4 separate regions of the Mus musculus genome follow, and all the other regions are linked to region 3. Evidence: chromatin contacts called from public promoter capture Hi-C data. All regions are on one chromosome and are shown on one strand. The core of a region is the stretch at or near the end of the contact, and the rest is flanking DNA. Distances in the headings are between cores, read along the strand shown.

The links. Promoter capture Hi-C pulls out the DNA fragments that hold promoters and counts their contacts.
Region 1: a promoter capture Hi-C map of liver shows a contact between it and region 3, with 3 times the contacts expected there. The contact joins the enhancer-like site here to the promoter of Gpatch1 in region 3. A contact is called at or near these places in 3 of 39 promoter capture datasets (frontonasal cranial neural crest, hippocampal neurons and liver) and 1 of 115 datasets of contacts at active chromatin or transcription factors (astrocytes).
Region 2: a promoter capture Hi-C map of liver shows a contact between it and region 3, with 3 times the contacts expected there. The contact joins the enhancer-like site here to the promoter of Gpatch1 in region 3. A contact is called at or near these places in 6 of 39 promoter capture datasets (the 3T3-L1 cell line, the C10 cell line, cranial neural crest and 2 more).
Region 4: a promoter capture Hi-C map of embryonic stem cells shows a contact between it and region 3, with 5 times the contacts expected there. The contact joins the enhancer-like site here to the promoter of Gpatch1 in region 3. A contact is called at or near these places in 5 of 39 promoter capture datasets (the 3T3-L1 cell line, embryonic stem cells, hippocampal neurons and 2 more).

What each region holds. Positions count from the first base shown.
Region 1 is chr7:38,198,128-38,202,422 of GRCm38.p6, reverse strand. No RefSeq gene overlaps it. Among named protein-coding and RNA genes, the nearest start is that of 1600014C10Rik, 16 kb to the right of the region's middle. Within about 2 kb of position 1,987, at least 101 of the 459 cell types and tissues checked have an H3K27ac peak or open chromatin away from gene starts, as enhancers often do. A contact at or near this core is called in hippocampal neurons and liver, where this site is marked.
Region 2 is chr7:37,959,710-37,963,597 of GRCm38.p6, reverse strand. Uri1 (URI1, prefoldin-like chaperone) reads left to right here. Exons shown (of 11, transcript NM_011274.5): 9 at 66-205; 10 at 889-1,132; 11 at 1,901-3,606. The coding sequence ends at 2,083. Among named protein-coding and RNA genes, the nearest start is that of Uri1, 58 kb to the left of the region's middle. Within about 2 kb of position 2,112, at least 9 of the 459 cell types and tissues checked have an H3K27ac peak or open chromatin away from gene starts, as enhancers often do. A contact at or near this core is called in liver, where this site is marked.
Region 3 is chr7:35,316,499-35,320,304 of GRCm38.p6, reverse strand. Gpatch1 (G patch domain containing 1) reads left to right here and starts at 1,865. Exons shown (of 20, transcript NM_026181.1): 1 at 1,865-1,964. The coding sequence starts at 1,892.
Region 4 is chr7:38,083,466-38,087,802 of GRCm38.p6, reverse strand. All of the region lies in intron 3 of Gm30771 (a long non-coding RNA gene), which reads right to left. Among named protein-coding and RNA genes, the nearest start is that of Ccne1, 22 kb to the left of the region's middle. Within about 2 kb of position 2,807, at least 164 of the 459 cell types and tissues checked have an H3K27ac peak or open chromatin away from gene starts, as enhancers often do. A contact at or near this core is called in embryonic stem cells and hippocampal neurons, where this site is marked.

The sequences.
Region 1 (4,295 bases), core at 738-3,237, 2.9 Mb before region 3:
CCCAAGTGCTGGGATTAAAGGCGTGTGCCACCACACCCGGCTACTACTCTTTTTCAAAGAGTGCAATTATGCTGGGAATGGTAGTCCACGCTGTTAGTCCCAGCATATCGGAGGCAGAGGAAGGGGTACTGTTGAGAGTTCAAGGCCAGCTTGGATTACATAATGAGCTCCAAGACAACCAGGATTACATAATGAGACCCTGTCTCAGTCAGTCTGTCACGGGGCTGGAGAAATCCCACTGAGATTAAAGAGCACTGGCTGCTCCTCCAGAAGACCCAGGTTCAATTCTTAGCACCCAAATGGTAGCTCAAACCATCTGTAACTCCAGCTCCATTTGACCCCCTCTCATCTGGCCTTCCTGAGGGCACCTGTACTTACGTGCACAGACATAAATAAATAAAAACTAAAATAAAACTTTAAATATGTACATTGATGTTATATTGTATTATTACATTTGTTACAGGACCTTATCATATATCCCTGGCTGGCCTGGAATTTGCTAATGTAGACCAGGCTGGCTTCAAATTCAGAAATCATTGCCACCACTCCCAAAAAAACTAAATCTAATTTTCTGTTTTTAAGTAAAAATTAAGGCAGCTGGAGAGATGGCTCAGCAGTTGTTTTTTTTTACAAAGGATCTAGGTTCAATTTCTAGCACCCACAGGGCGACTTATAACCGTGCATAACTCCAGTTCCAGAATGCACAAGAATCAGACATGCAATGTGAGCAAAATACTAATGCACATAAAAAATAAAGTCTTAAAACCTTGATAAAAAATTTAAAAGTCTAAAATAATAAAGTGAATGGCTATCACATCAACAACAGAAAAACACCCTTGGTGGAAACCCTTCATCTGCCAAGACTGGGATAGCCAGAACTAACCCCAAGGCTGTGATTCAGCTAGCCAGGGCAGAACTCAGCCTTCTAAGCCACCATTATCTTAATGGCCTCCGAAGCCTTTCCCGGCTAATGAAGCCACTTATCTCCTCCCTCCCAACAAACTGTAGACACCAGACAGACCCAGAATGAGATGAATCCTGGTATTTCTTAATTACCATATGTTGATTGCTCGGAATGAAGAAACATCCAGTTTTGTATGGAAAAAAAAAAAAAAAAGGCTGCAGCAGGAGATCCAGCCTATGTTCTTTCTACTCATGGCGTCTTAAAACCTCAGGAAGTGCTCAAACCCTTTGCACCCTAGCTCATAAACCAAACCCCCGCTGTGGCGGCATCCTGGGCTTTGCATGCTGATCAGTAGAGGGCGCTGCGGCCCGAGCTGCAGAGCAGAACAGCGAGTGCGCAGTTCGCCGCTAGATGGCGCCTCATAATCGTCGCTGAATGGTCGCCTCCAGCCCTAGCCTCCTGCATCCTTCCTTGGCCATGGGGTCTTACTCCTACATCCTTGGCTATGGGACCTCTGCCCTGCATCCTTAGTCATAGTTCCTTCGCCCTGCAGCCCTCCCGCCCCCTTCCTTCCAGGCCCCGGCTGCATCTCCAAACACAGAGTCAAAGTCAAATCTGGCTGAAAATACACCATCTGCCTGTGGGGGAAAAAAAAAATCTCGCTGGCGCTGTCACGTCAGCACCCGACGCAGGTTAATAACCGGCCTCGGAGCAGATGGCTGCTTTTTTATAATTACCGGGTCCCGGTCTTAGCTTACTCCCCTCTGCTTCCTTCCCAGCGGGAGCAGGTGTGTGTCACACCACCGTGTGTGCCCTGCCACCTGCTGCTACCAGCTACTAGTGGAGACACAGCCCTGTAGGGAGTCCCTTCTCAGGGAGGCCTGGACCTAGATTAAACAGCAGAGTTTAATAGAGAGGACACGAGACCAGCACGCCAAAACTTGGAGGGTAAATTCATGAGAGATTTTGATTGAACAACACATACTTTTAAATCCAGCTATTTCGCTCTGGAGGTATCTGTCATAGTCCAAAGATTCTATCACAATCCAAATTTCGAAGATACACAAGCTTGTTCCTGCAGCGCTTGGATGACAGGAACTTGCCTAAAAGGCCACCCTTGCACAATCCCAAATGCTGTAGTATAAAGGATATTGTGTAACCATTGCCAGGGTTTCCAAGAAGTTTAGAATAATTTTTCTTTTTTTTTTAAGATTTATTTTAATTATATGTGTACACTGCAACTGTTTCCAGACACAGTAGAAGAGGGCATCAGATCCTTTTACAGATGGTTGTGAGCCACCATATGGTTGCTGGGAATTAACCACTGGGCTATATCTCTCCAGCCTCAAGGACTGAAGACACATGGTGGTTCACACCTGGCTGTAAATCCAGTTCCAGGGGATCTGACGCCCTCTTCCCGCCCATGTGGACATTAGGCACACCTGTAGTACACTGACATACATGTAAGCCTAACACCCACACACACACAAATACATACATACATTTTAAAAAGAAATATGAAGTTGGTGGTGCATGCTACAGAGGCAGACGGAGTACAGTTCTCTGGACTTTTCTAAGTTTTCAGCAAGAAAAATCAGTTACAAATAAAAGGAGATGAATAGTTTCTAAGAATTGTTCTAAAATACAGAGTTGAAGGTGGGCATGCCTGTAATCTTAGAACATAGGTGGCCGAAGCAGAAGGATAGTAGTTCGAGACAAGCCTTTAACTACACAATGAAACCCTATCTCAAAAATAACTCCAATCTAAACAAAATCAAACCCGTTAAGCCAAGGCCAACCCCCCAGAGCTAACCCCAGGACGAAACCATCTACAGTGGCTGGTTCCGAGCGAATCCAGACTGCTTCCTCTTACTGGTCACATCCTGGCTCCCCCTTTTTTTATATATATATATCTTTTTATTACATATTTTCCTCAATTACATTTCCAATGCTATCCCAAAAGTCCCCCATACCCTCCCCCCCCCCACTCCCCTACCCACCCACACCCCCCCCTTTTTTGCCCTGGCGTTCCCCTGTACTGGGGCATATAAAGTTTGCAAGTCCAATGGGCCTCTCTTTCCAGTGATGGCCGACTAGGCCATCTTTTGATACATATGCAGCTAGAGTCAAGAGCTCCGGGGTACTGGTTAGTTCATAATGTTGTTCCACCTATAGGGTTGCAGATCCCTTTAGCTCCTTGGGTACTTTCTCTAGCTCCTCCATTGGGGGCCCTGTGATCCATCCAATAGCTGACTGTGAGCATCCACTCTGTGTTTGCTAGGCCCCGGCATAGTCTCACAGAGACAGCTACCTCTGGGTCCTTTCTATAAAATCTTGCTAGTGTATGCAATGGTGTCAGCGTTTGGAAGCTGATTATGGGGTGGATCCCTGGATATGGCAGTCTCTACATGGTCCATCCTTTCGTCTCAGCTCTAAACTTTGTCTCTGTAACTCCTTCCATGGGTGTTTTGTTCCCAATTCTAAGGAGGGGCATAGTGTCCACACTTCAGTCTTCATTCTTCTTGAGTTTCATGTGTTTAGCAAATTGTATCCTATATCTTGGGTATCCTAGGTTTTGGGCTAATATCCACTTATCAGTGAGTACATATTGTGTGAGTTCCTTTGTGAATGTGTTACCCCACTCAGGATGATGCCCTCCAGGTCCATCCATTTGGCTAGGAATTTCATAAATTCATTCTTTTTTATAGCTGAGTAGTACTCCATTGTGTAAATGTACCACATTTTCTGTATCCATTCCTCTGTTGAGGGGCATCTGGGTTCTTTCCAGCTTCTGGTTATTATAAATAAGGCTGCTATGAACATAGTGGAGCATGTGTCCTTCTTACCGGTTGGGACATCTTCTGGATATATGCCCAGGAGAGGTATTGCTGATCCTCCAGTAGTACTATGTCCAATTTTCTGAGGAACCGCCAGACTGATTTCCAGAGTGGTTGTACAAGCCTGCAATCCCACCAACAATGGAGGAGTGTTCCTCTTTCTCCACATCCTGGCTCCCTTTAAGGTTCATGCCAGGCCTAACAAAGGGATTCTATTACAACTCTTAACTTTTCTAAAGGCTTGGGTGTAAGCAACTGCAGAATTTGACATACTGTTCAAAACGGGGCACATGCCTCTACTCACAGTACTTGGGAGGCTGAGGCAGGAGGATTGTTGAGCTCCACAGCCTACACTGTACAGGGATATAGTGAGGCCCCGACTCAAAATGACAGAACAAAACAAAAAAGAAACATCCCCTAACTTGAAACACTGAGCTAAAAAGATCTTACTTGGGATCTCATTGCCCCGGATCTGCCAACCAACATCTTCACCTCTGTACTAAAGGCTGGCAACTTCAGAGCTATAGCAACTGGAGGTAGTGTTCTGATTTTAG
Region 2 (3,888 bases), core at 863-3,362, 2.6 Mb before region 3:
CTGTGGAACTTGATTTTTTTTTTTTGAAAGTTTTTGATTTTTTTCTTCTTGTGAATTAATTTTAGGTTCGAATAAATACTGGGAAAAATACCACTTTAAAGTTCAGTGAGAAGAAAGAGGAAGCCAAACGGAAACGAAAGAGTGGTGCCGGCAGTCACGCTACCCACGAGCTGCCTGCCATCAAGAGTCCTGCTGATATTTACAGGTGCGTGATGGTCTTAGTGCCTGCAGACCTCCCCTTCCTTCCCGGTTTGCAGGAGGCTCGCTGACTTGGAGGTTCCCAAAGACTGCAGGCCCCACTGAGAGACTCATAGCCCCCGGGCCACGCGAGGTGTGGGGTGGTTCTTCCTTTGTCCTCTTCAGATGTCACTGAAGAGTTGGAAGCTGGTATTCTTGTCTGTCACAACTGTCATGAGTTTGTCTCGTATTCACCTGTCATAGCAGGGAACAGTTACACTGTCCAGTTTGAAATGCCTACCATTTTATTACCCATATTTACAAACTGGTGAAAATTCCTGGTGTTTTGAAGTAGGTGTATAAAATTCTTTTTGGCAAATCAAGCTGTTCTCACCTGGGACATATAAATAACATGCTGTATTTTATTGGGTCCAAAATTCAGCTTTGAAAAGTAACATAAGGTACATTCAGTGTAGTTGTAAATGTACTCTGACTGTGACATTTAGAGAAGACATTTTAGCAAGGAAACTGAATGGAATTGGTGAGACGTGTGATTCCAGCATTGGGAGGTGGGGGTGGCAGAACCAGGGGTGAAAAGTGAGCTTGGGTTGCATGAGACCCTGCCTCAAACAAACGTCTCAACAAAAACAAGTTGTAGGTTAATTTACAGTTACAAGCCCTTAAAATGGAGTTGTTTTTTGAATGCTGTAGAGTCTTCGTGGATGTTGTGAATGGAGAATATGTTCCTCGCAAGTCAATCCTCAAGTCTCGCAGCCGAGAGAACAGCGTGTGCAGCGACACAAGTGAGAGCAGCGCTGCCGATGTGGAGGACCGGCGGGGGCTCCTGCGGAGCACCAGCTCTGAGGAGGCCGTGGCTACCGAGGCCGGCGGGAGCAGTTTGGACGAACTCCAAGAGAACCACCCCAAGAAGCCTTTGCCCTCAGGAGTGTCTGAGGTGTGTGTCTGTGTCTCTGTGGCATATCTCACAGGCTTGCTCTTTACACTTCAAAGTTCTCAGCTTGTGTTTAAGTTCTGAGGAGGGGAGACGGTCCAAATACTAGGTAGTTTTTAAGAAGTGACTCTCTGGTCTTCATTTTTCTTGATATATAAAGACACATCAAGACATTGTGGTGATATGTATGTCATTTAGTCTCATTTCAGTTGAACATAGTTGGCTTTGATTAGATGAAGTTCCACAAACACTTAGCCACAATGAAAGAGCTTTTTTGGTTTGGGTGACACATCTGACTTGTACCATTGGATTGATTGTCCTAGAATTTTAAAGCTATTTTGATTCACGTTAGTCTTAGCACCTCTAGTTTTTTAGTTTTTACGGGGGCAAAGTGCAATAAAGATCTTGAATAAATAACCTCCCCCCCCAAAGAAATGATGTCAGCATTGGTGAAACGAAGCTTCTGACTGTCAGACAGCAAGGAAGCAAGGGAGCCTGGGCAGAAGCCCGCCTCTTGTGCCCGTGTCGCTTCTGTGTTCACTGATGTTTTCTAGAGAGCTGGAGGTGTCAACCATAAAAAACTCCTTGAATTTGATGGTGTACTTAAGAAAAATAATATTACCTGGTTTCTTTGAACCATTAGTATTTTGATGTTTATTATCCAAAATTCTTGTTACCTTAGTTTAAAAAAAAAGGTCTTGGAAATGAAGGGTAAAGATTTTTGTGTGCGTCTTAGTTATATTTAACACCATATACACATTTGTCTTACAGGCTTTTTCTGGAACTGTAATAGAAAAAGAATTTTTATCACCCTCCCTAGCACCATACTCAGCCATTGCTCACCATGCCCTCCCCACCATTCCAGAGCGAAAAGAAGTTCCATCAGAAGTATCAGAGGAACCCACAAAGAGGGTGTCAAAGTTCAGAGCTGCCCGATTGCAGCAGAGAAGCTAGAGGGCTCCGCCTGCAGCTCCAGCTGCGCTTTAGGACATGCGGCGGATTCGGCCATGGAGTTGGGACGGCGTCCTGCTTGGCTGGGCAGAGCTCTCTCACCTTTATCAGTGGCATTGGGAAAGTCAAAGTAAATGTTTGAATGCTGTAATGTTCTGCTGGCTTCGTTAATTCTGTGACTACTGTCTAATTGGCCTTAGGATGCAGGAATAGCGTTTTGAGTTACTTTTCAAAGAATCCTGTCATATATTGTTTGTGTGTTTTCAACTAAACACAGGCAGTTTCGTACCAGCTGTGATGTTGTGCTTTCCATATGGACCATGTTAAAGACACTTTTAAAATCTCAAATAGATTCAACAATTATATTACTTGCTTTTACATTTTAAAGGCACTTTAAAAAAATCTACATTTCTTGTAGGTTTCACAGCTGTATGGTTCTTTGAAAAATTCTTCCTTTGAATGTCATACTGTAATCTTTAAGGCAAAAAGCTACACAAACCCTTTGGGAAAATTTGACTAGAAGAAGAATATTTTGTACAACTTTTTTTTTTTTGGAAGTAAAATTTTTATGAAACTTGGTTTCTAAAATGTTGTGAACTTCCTGGTTTAGATTGTGTATAAAATGTCTTTGATTTGTGTATAGGCCACACCACAGATTTTCAAAGTTTTCAAGTCCCACGAGCACCTCCTCTCCCCATACACACAGTTGTCATTGGCACCATTCTTTGGGGGGAAAAAGTTTGTCTAGATGCTTTAACACTTTGTTAAAGCACAGGCCTTTTGTTTGTTTGTTTGTTTGTTTTACATTTCAATCTTCCTCACATTTTCATTCTTCAAGGATGCTTTCCTACCAGTAAAAAAAAAGAAAGAAAGAAATATTATATTATATTTACTTGTAGCCAAACTCCTTAAAGAGACATTCAGTCTCAGGTTGACCATTACAGTGCAAGTGTTGATCATTAGCTTGATGCATGCTAAAATGTAGCTTTTAAAAAGCATTCCGCATCAGTACTAAAATAAGCCATCAACCCCAGTCCACCCTCTATTCACGGCTAAATAGTTAGAGGTTATTTATAGCTTCTTTAATGAATTCTTGCTTAAACAAAGTGAAATTATGTCCTAGAAAAGTCGCAGCTGTAACTAGAGCAGTGCCACTGTCAGAGTTTTATGAAATACATGCTTTAATGGTAAAATGGTATGCTAGGGTCCATGCTAGTTAATGGATAATGCAGAACAGGGGACTGAATTGGAAAGGCTGCCTAAAAATATAATAGCTCGGTTTTTCTAGCCGTTGTTGATCATCTGTACACATATTTTGTACTTAAAAACCACTTTTCTTTCCAATCACCTACTCTCAACCAGACTATCCCATCACACCGACTCTAGGCACACCCTGCTCCTTCTCCCTATGAGAGGCGTCCTGTGCTAACCTCCTCCTGATGCAAGCCTCCTTGTGGAACTGTTGGATCTTCAGATGTGTAACTTAAGTGTGCTGTTATTAAACACTTTCTATGTTCATGAACTTATTTTGAGCCTGCTTTATCTATTTGTGTACTTCTTTCAAATTGGTCTGCCTCACAGAACGTGTTCAACGACATGTTTGTGCTTTCTGCTGAAGACCCACATGAAATAGTGTCACTCAGTTTCAGAGTCAGTCTTAACACAGTTTTAAACTGTAACTTGAAACTACACTTTGATTTGTTTGAAGGTAAACTTTATTTTTCTGAGGCATGTTGTCACCCTGGTTGGAATTGAACTTGAAGTCCTCCTAATCCTGGGGTCAGGGGCTGAGACCGCTGGCTTGCATC
Region 3 (3,806 bases), core at 616-3,115:
CCCATGCCAAGGTGTCCTCCTGAAAAAAATCACAGACATAGTATACGGAAAGTTTATTGTGGGGGAAGGGAAGGGGGGGGCGGGGGGGGGGAGCAGGGACCTGGAGAAGGGGCAGAGGCAGATGGAGCCACAAGGACAGAGAAAGCTGGGATAGAGGACAGAGAGGCCATGTGGGAACATTGGTGAGGAAAGGGAGAGAGAGAAAAGGAGGAAAAAACGGGGGTAGGAATGGGGGTAGGGAGAGAGAGAGATTGAGATTGAGAGAGAGAGGAGGGGTGTGGGTAGGGAGTAGTCCTTGACAGCAAGCTATTGCTAGGTCACTGTTGGGAGGGACATAGAGTTGTCTGTAAGCCAACAAGGGCGGTAAGAAAGGCTTCATTGGGAGTGGCTATGATCAGCGGGCATTGCTGCTTTGTTGCATTGTTATGAGCTTCTCAAAAATTAAAGGAAGGGGCTGGAGCGATGGCTCAGTGATTAAGAGCACTGACTGCTCTTCCTGAGTTCAATTCCCAGTGGTTCACAACCATCTGTTTGTTTGTTTATTTGCTTTCGAGACACTTTCTCTATGTAACAGAGGCCTGGCAGCCCTGGACTCACTTAGACAACTAGGCTGACATTAAACTCATAGAAATCCCCCTGCCTCTGCCTCCTCTGCCTCCTCTGCCTCCTCTGTCTCTGCCTCTGCCTCCTCTGCCTCCTCTGCCTCTGCCTCTGCCTCTGCCTCTGCCTCTGCCTCTGCCTCTGCCTCTGCCTCTGCCTCTGCCTCTGCCTCTGCCTCTGCCTCTGCCTCTGCCTCTTGAGTGCTGAGATTAAAAGTGTGAGTCACCAAGCCAGGCTGAATCACACCCCCCCCCGCCCCCCCACGTCTTGGCCAAGCTTGTGAAGTGAGATAACAGCGCCCATTGGCAGATGTCTGTACCTTAGATTTTCTGAAGGACCTCTCATTCTTAGCCCACTTGGTCTGCTTCTCTCTCTCTTTTCTAATTATTTGATTATTTATTATAGTGTCTCATTGTGTAGTTTAGGCTGATGTCCAGCTCTCTATCCATGCTTGATATCTTGTTTCTTGTCTTTCACCAATTTCCTTAGCGTGCAGGGTTCTGATATTCTCAGGGTCGGCAAATCCTTCCAAAAGTCTAGGAGGGGGCCTCACTTTTGCAAATATAAAGATGACAAGTATATTGTGTGTGAGTGTGTGTGTGGCCCGATTCATACGATGTGCACTAAAGACACATCTGCCTGTTGGTTCCTTCCCATTTCCGGTGTAGAGGGCCAGACAGTGGCCACTGGGCAAGCACTTTTCCGGAAGCTGGTTGGGACCGGTGGAAGATCGGGTTGGCACTTATTGCTGGCTGAGGCAATTAAGCAGGGGCGAAGGAGCCAGTCGCAGGACTGGCTGTACGGAATTACAGAGACTCTGCCCTGCGTCCGAATATTTGGTTTCCAGCATCTTATCGCTGTGTCCTTCCAGTACTCAGGCGCATGGCAGAGCCAGGATGGGGTGTACAGAGACCAATATTGTTTTTGTTGTTTGTTTGTTTTCGTTTTCTTCTTCTTCTTTTTTTTTTTTTCTCGAGACGAGACAGGGTTTTTTTGTGTAGCTTTCATTGTCCTGAAACTTTCTTTGTAGACCAAGCTGGCCTCGAACTCAGAGATTCTCCTGCCTCTGCCTCCTGACTGTTAGGATTAAAGGCGTGCGCTATCACTTCCCGGCACAGATACAAATCTTATCTGCAGTCGGACTTGCATAGGACTATGATTTGCGAGGAGGAGGTGACATTTCCCCCTCAAACAAGTCTTTATAGAATGCTCCAGTTCACAGAAGCGAAACTGAATGTTTTTGGCCTATAGAGGCTCCCGTAGCGAGGGGGCGGAGCCCGGAAGGAGCAGGATGGCGGCGCTGGACAGTGACAGCGACGAGGATCTGATCAGCTATGGAACGGGCCTGGAGCCTCTGGACGAAGGTGCGGGTCCGATGGCCGGCGGTGTCTGAAGGGCGCAGGCTGAGAGTCCAGCACGTGGGCGACAGCGACATCTCGTCCTGGGTCTGGGCTCGCTCGCTGTGGGCACAGGGAACACGCTGGAGAGGCTTGTGCACTGCACTTGGGCGCCGCGTTCTCGGGGGGCAGAGAAGGACGCGGAGGGCTGGGAGATGCAGGAATGACTAGGCAACATGGGTATGATGGAGGGCGGTCAGTCAGTCTCTTGTCCCGAGGCAACGTTTGCACCCGTCCTTGAAAGTAAAAGAAACCAGACCTGGAAAATCTGGGGAGAAACACTTGAGATAGGAAATCCCTTAAAGTGGCAGACAGCTTAGCAGTCTAGGGATAGTCAGGATTCGTGTGGGTGGCCCTTGCCATGGTAAGGAATCTGGAGTGTGTGTGTCCCTGAGGAGGGAACCTCGTGCATTCTAGGCTAGTGTGTTACAACTGAGCTACATATCCAACCCCAAGAATTGGAATCTTTCCTTTTTCTGACAGGGTCTCATGTAACCCATGCTGACATCAAACCCCACTTTATAGCCCAGACTGGACTTGAACTCTTGATCCTCCTATTCTTGTGTAACATGTGCTTGGTTTGCAGCTGTGTGCCGTCACACCCAGCCAGGAGTTTGGCTCTTATACTACGGGTATTGGTTCAGTTTACACAAAGAGAAATGCATTTCTTCCCTTTTACTTTTTTTTTGGGGGGGGGGGAACAGGGCCTTGCTAGCTCCACTTGGCTGGACTCACAGTATTTTAGCAGCCTCTGCCTCTCAGGTGCTGGTGTTAAAGGTGTGTAGTGCCATGCCTGGCAGGATGCATGTTTTAACATTATGTTTGCTTTAATTTTGAGAGTAGTTTCCTTGGGGGGTGGGCAGGAATGAAGCAGGGAGACTGTGGTTGTGTGGACTGGAGAGTTAGCAGCAACAGCTGTTGAGTAGGTTTTGCATGGAGCAGACTTGACCGGTGTTGACTGGAGTTGCTCGTGAAATACAGAAATACAGGGGTGAAGGTAAGATGAAGCAAGGCTCTGTGGCGTTTCCGGTCTGTTTCACTTAATGACTAGGTTTATCTACTGGGTGTCCATACCGCTGATGGGAGTGCTAACATTGTGGGGAAGATAGAGGAGTCACAGTGGTGGACCAGAAGTTACCTGTAGACTTTTGTTGGTGAGGCTTCCCCCCACTGCCGCCTCCTGCTTCCCATCCTGACCTGTTGGCTATACCTCTGAGACATTTTCACTGAGACTCTTACTGCCTTTTTTTTTTTTTTGTTTTGTTTTGTTCCATTTTTTATTAGGTATTTAGCTCTTACTGCCTTTTTAAAATTTATTTTATTTTTATTTTTTGGCAGGAGTGGGTATAAGATAGGGTCTTTCTATATAGTCCAAGCTGGCCTTCTATTTATCAAATATGTAGACCAGGCTAGCTTTAAACTCAGGACTATGCTCCTTTCTTAGCCTTCCCAGTCCTGGGATTACAGCTTTGCACATCACATATCACATATGTCTTAGACAGCTCCTCTGTGACAGAGTCACATGCAGCACAAGCTAGCCTCAAACTTTTGTGTGGTGAAGACGGACTTTGAACTTCTGGTCCTCCTGTTTCTGCCTCCCAAGTGCTGGGACCCCAGGCCTGTGTGTGCTACCTGCCCCGTGTGTGTGGTGTTGAGGGTGAAACTCAGGCAGCTGTGCTTGTTAGGCAAGCATTCCACAACTGAGCTATATCCCCAGCCCAAGCAGTTCTAATCATTAGAAATGTTTGCCAGGGGGGGGCTGGTGAGATGGCTCAGCGGGTAAGGGCACTGACTGCTCTTCCAAAGGTC
Region 4 (4,337 bases), core at 1,558-4,057, 2.8 Mb before region 3:
GGAAAGTTAAGAGTTGAAAACACCTCATCTGTTCTCTACTACCCAAGGTTGGTCATGGTATCTATGAGAGGGCTCAAGGGAGAGCAGAATGGGTAAGTGGGTCAGGAGACCAACAGAAGTGGAGAAGGAAGGGCCATGTGCACTAGTGCACAAGAGCAGGAGGCTAACACCAAGTCCCAGCTAGCCTTGGGAGACCAGTGGATCGTTCACTTTTCCTTAGCTGAGGACAGAGATTCTAAGCCCTAGGGTTATAGTTAAGAGCTGGAGAAAAGCCCAGAGAGCATCTCTCAAGGTCACCATGGGTCAAGAGATGGCCAAAAGTCAGAGCAGGCAAAAGCCCTACACACCATGGGAGACTCAAGTCTGGTGGGCCACGTGACCTGAAGCCCCACATTTCATTCAGAAGTGGTAGCTAAGGTTTTGGGTCCCCTAAAAAGTCAGAGGAGATTAAATTAGAGTAACAACGGTCAGAAGAAGTAAGAAGTTTATGAATCCAGAGACATAGCCAAGCCACAATGCTATCTAGTTTCAGGAAGGGCTCCATCTGGGTGTTCAGAGGCGTCCATCTTGCCCAGCTTGGCTTGGTTCTGTGCTGACTTCATTCTCCACTTGCTATTTTCCAGTATCTTTTAGGCTGACATTCCTGCCGGCCAGAACTTCCCTCTCAGAGTATCAAGCTGAATGAATGGTCCTTAATCACAGTGGTCAAGGAATGTGGAGCTAGGGCAGGACAGGCATGTGGCATGAATCAGTCCCTGGGGCAGAACTCATCATCGGAACTACCTGACACCACAGAAGCAGGGGGTGGGGGTGGGGGTGGGGGTTGAGGTGGGGGGTGGGGGTTGAAGGGAGGGAGGGGGCGGCTGTCAGTGGTCTGGCAAAAGCAGCAGATACAGAAATAGCACAGAACCTGGTTAAGGCCTGAACAACAACAGAGGTGAGCTGCTGAACAGCGGCATCCTGCATTTCACAGCAGGACTCTAGCTGTAACTGGGAAGCCATGGTCACCCACTCCCCAGAAGTTGCTAGCTCCATTACGCAGTTTCAGTGACTGGCTTGGAGAAGCAGGCCTACCCCCATAGCCTCGGGGTTGGGCACAACTCAGCAGGGTTCTGTTAATTCTTCCTTTCCGCTGTGTCCTAGGGCTCCCAGTGTTTTGGCTTCCATATACCTTTTCCTCAACTTCACTCAGAGTAAAGAGGCAGTCCGAAGGAGGGTCTTCCCTAGCCAAAACTCCAAATTCTCTACAGAAAGCCTTTGTGCACCACGGAGCAAACCACACGGAGTGAGCCCAAAACCCCATGGCTGTTCTGGGAAGCACGGGCACAACACACGTGGTTGAATGTGCAAGGGCACTAGTTAGAGGGCATGGGGAGATTAAAAACAAAAGCATCATCTCAGAGGGACATATTGAGGCTGGAATGTTGGTAAATGAATCTGGAGAAACTGAACAAAACGGAGGCTCAGCAATTTGCCCAAGGTCAGACACTGAGCCTGGCTTCAGGGCCTACAGCTACATTGAGCTGCCTCGGAGCCTTAGCCTTAGATTAATGGAATGTCCCATTAACAAGCTCCTGAACCCTCAAACCCAAAATTGGGAGGGGCCCAGGTATGGGTTTTCAGGGCCGCAGGACCTAGCCGCTTAAGCCTGAAGAGGGCGCGCATTCCTCTCCGGGACTGCTGGCAGCTCAGCCTTTCTGCCTGGAGCACGCTTCCTACCAGTCCCAAGCACTCGGGTCCCCCCTTTTAGGCCTCCTCGGGCCCGCCAGTCCGGGATGACAGCTTGGCTGGGCCCCACGCCTGGACTGCGCCCGGTACGGCGCCTCCCCCCGGTCACGCGGCACAGATGGGAGAGGAGGAGGACGAGGAGGAGAGGAAAGGAGGCCCTTTGGGGCAGAAGGGTAGGAACCCGCTGCACTGGGCGTCGCCTCTGAAAGGGGCTCTGTGCGGCTCGGGGAGAAGAAAGGGGCAAAGAAATGGAGGAGGAGCTGTGTAAGGAGCAGTGATGCAGGCTCAGGTGTCCGGACCCCACCGCAGTGTTCCAGCCACACCCAGACGGAAACCATGGTCGACGGTTTGGCCTGCGCCCGTCTCTAGACTGCTAGCTGGGGGAGCAGGCACCCCTGTCACCTCATTGTGCACGGAGCAATAGGCCTCGCCATGTTAGCCAGACCAAATGTAGCCCTTAGGGCAAGGGCAGAACGTAGGAGTCGGAGCCCAGAACCTCTTGCCACGCAAGCCACAAAGCAAGGCCCAGGAGCCCTGCTGTCCAGGGCAGATCTTGGTGGCGCCACTTTCCAGCCACGTGGCTTGGAGCAAGTTTCTTTACTTCATCTGTGAAATGGGAGAGCGCGCACGTAGTGGGGTTATTATGTAGGGGGGTTTCGTCCCCTAGGGCTGGGCCTGCCTTGGTCACAGCTCTCACCAATGCAGCGGGATAAAGAAACTGAAGTTGGGGACAGAACCAGGCCGCCCCAGTCCCGCGCCGCCCAAGACCTCCATGCGCGCGCGCGCGCGCACCTTACCCGCCTCCTCCTTCGGAACCCGCAGCCCCGCCCTTCTGGCTCAGGCTGAGCTCCACGTGCGGCGTGTTTACACACGTGACTCCAGGGCCCGCCCACCCAGCCTCCGCCTCCGATCCGACCCCGCCCCTGTCCCCGCCCCATGTCCTCTGCGGCTGCGCGGCGTCGAGCTAACGCAAAGCGCCTCTGTAACAGAGCCAAAGCGTAGGTGGATCTCTGGGTAGGCGGGACTTTGGGCCTCCTCGTGGCTTCCTCGCGCACCGCGAGGGGGGCGGGACTGGACGGTCACGGGCGGGGCCAAGTGTGAGCGCAGGCTCTAGGCAGGGCGTCGCGTGGGCGGGGCTGAAGAGAGCTGGGCGGTGGCGCTGGGGTCCGGCGCATGCGCAGGCACACCAAGCTGTACAGCTTTCAGACCTGCTTTCGCCACGTTCCTAGTCCTGCCCCTGTGTAGGCTGAACCAGGTAGAACTAAGAAGGACACATTGACGCCCACATTTCACTGCGTTTTGGGCAAAGACGGGCTCTCCAGGATTCTCTTCCCTTGCCCTCCTGCTATTTCTCCCTTTCTTCTGGATTGGTTCGGTGCAGGCCTGTTGTGGCATCCTGTTTGTCTTTGATACCTTACCAGTCATACCATTGAAGCTCATTACACCTTCTCTTTTTCCTCTCTCCCTCTCTTCCATCTCTCTCCTCCGTTACTTCCCACCCTCTTCTTTCTCTCTCATACTAGGGATTGAACCTAGCCCTGAAGCGAACTGTCCTTGTACCGTACCGCCACCCCACTGGGTCCAAAGAATTTCAGCACCTACATGATGACACAAGTGGAAAATTGCTTCAGTACCGTGCCTGCCTGCCTGCTGCCATTTTTACTTTTTCTTTTTAGAAACCAAGTTTGCCCAGGCCTGCCTTGAAGTCTCTTCGTAGACCCAGGCTAGCCCTGAAGTACCTCTGTTAGGCCCAGGCTGGCCTAGAATTTGTGATCCTTCTGCCTCAGCGTCCCAAATAGCTGATATTTACAGTCAAACCCAGCTTCCGTAAACCCTAAGCAGACTCCGAGATCGTGCTTTATCCCTCACCACTAGCAGACTTCCTCCTAGATGTATCACAAACCCTTTTAAGCCAACATATATGGAGTGAGCCCCTTTTTTCTCTGAACTTTGTGTCACACCCCATTTCTGCAGTGCTTAGCACTGCAATCCACCTTCTCAGGAGGTTAGGCCTCAGACAAAGACAATTAGTCTTGATGACTGAAATTTAAATGCCTTGTAATCTCCCTTCCTAACCAGGGAGCATTCGGGAAACAGAGGTGGCCAGATCTCTAAATTCAAGGCCAGCCTGGTCTACAGAGCTTGTTCCAGGACATCCAGGGCTACACTGAGAATTCTTGTCTTGAGGGGGAAAAGAAAGGATCTCCCCTCCCTTCATTGTCTGCTACACTCATGTCTGTGACTCCAAAAGAGCCTCACACTGTATCTGTTTGGATTTTTAGAAGATCTGCCATCCTGTTTGTCTTTCCTCAAGTCTAGCTAACATTTCTAAATGATTGCATTAATTATCTGTAGGGAGAAATCCAAACCTCTTCATTAAAAGAAAGACAGGAAAAAAGACAAAGGTGTCTTTGGCTCTCCCTCTTGGTTCCAAGACCACCAAAATTATCAAAACTGAGGATACTAAACCTTTACAGAGGATAATGTAGTATCTGCTTATAACCTGTATATAGCGCTCTGTGTCTCTAGAGTATCATACTTAATGCCATAATATATATTATATATTATGCTCTATTGTCTAGGGAAAAACATAATTTGGAATTTTCTAT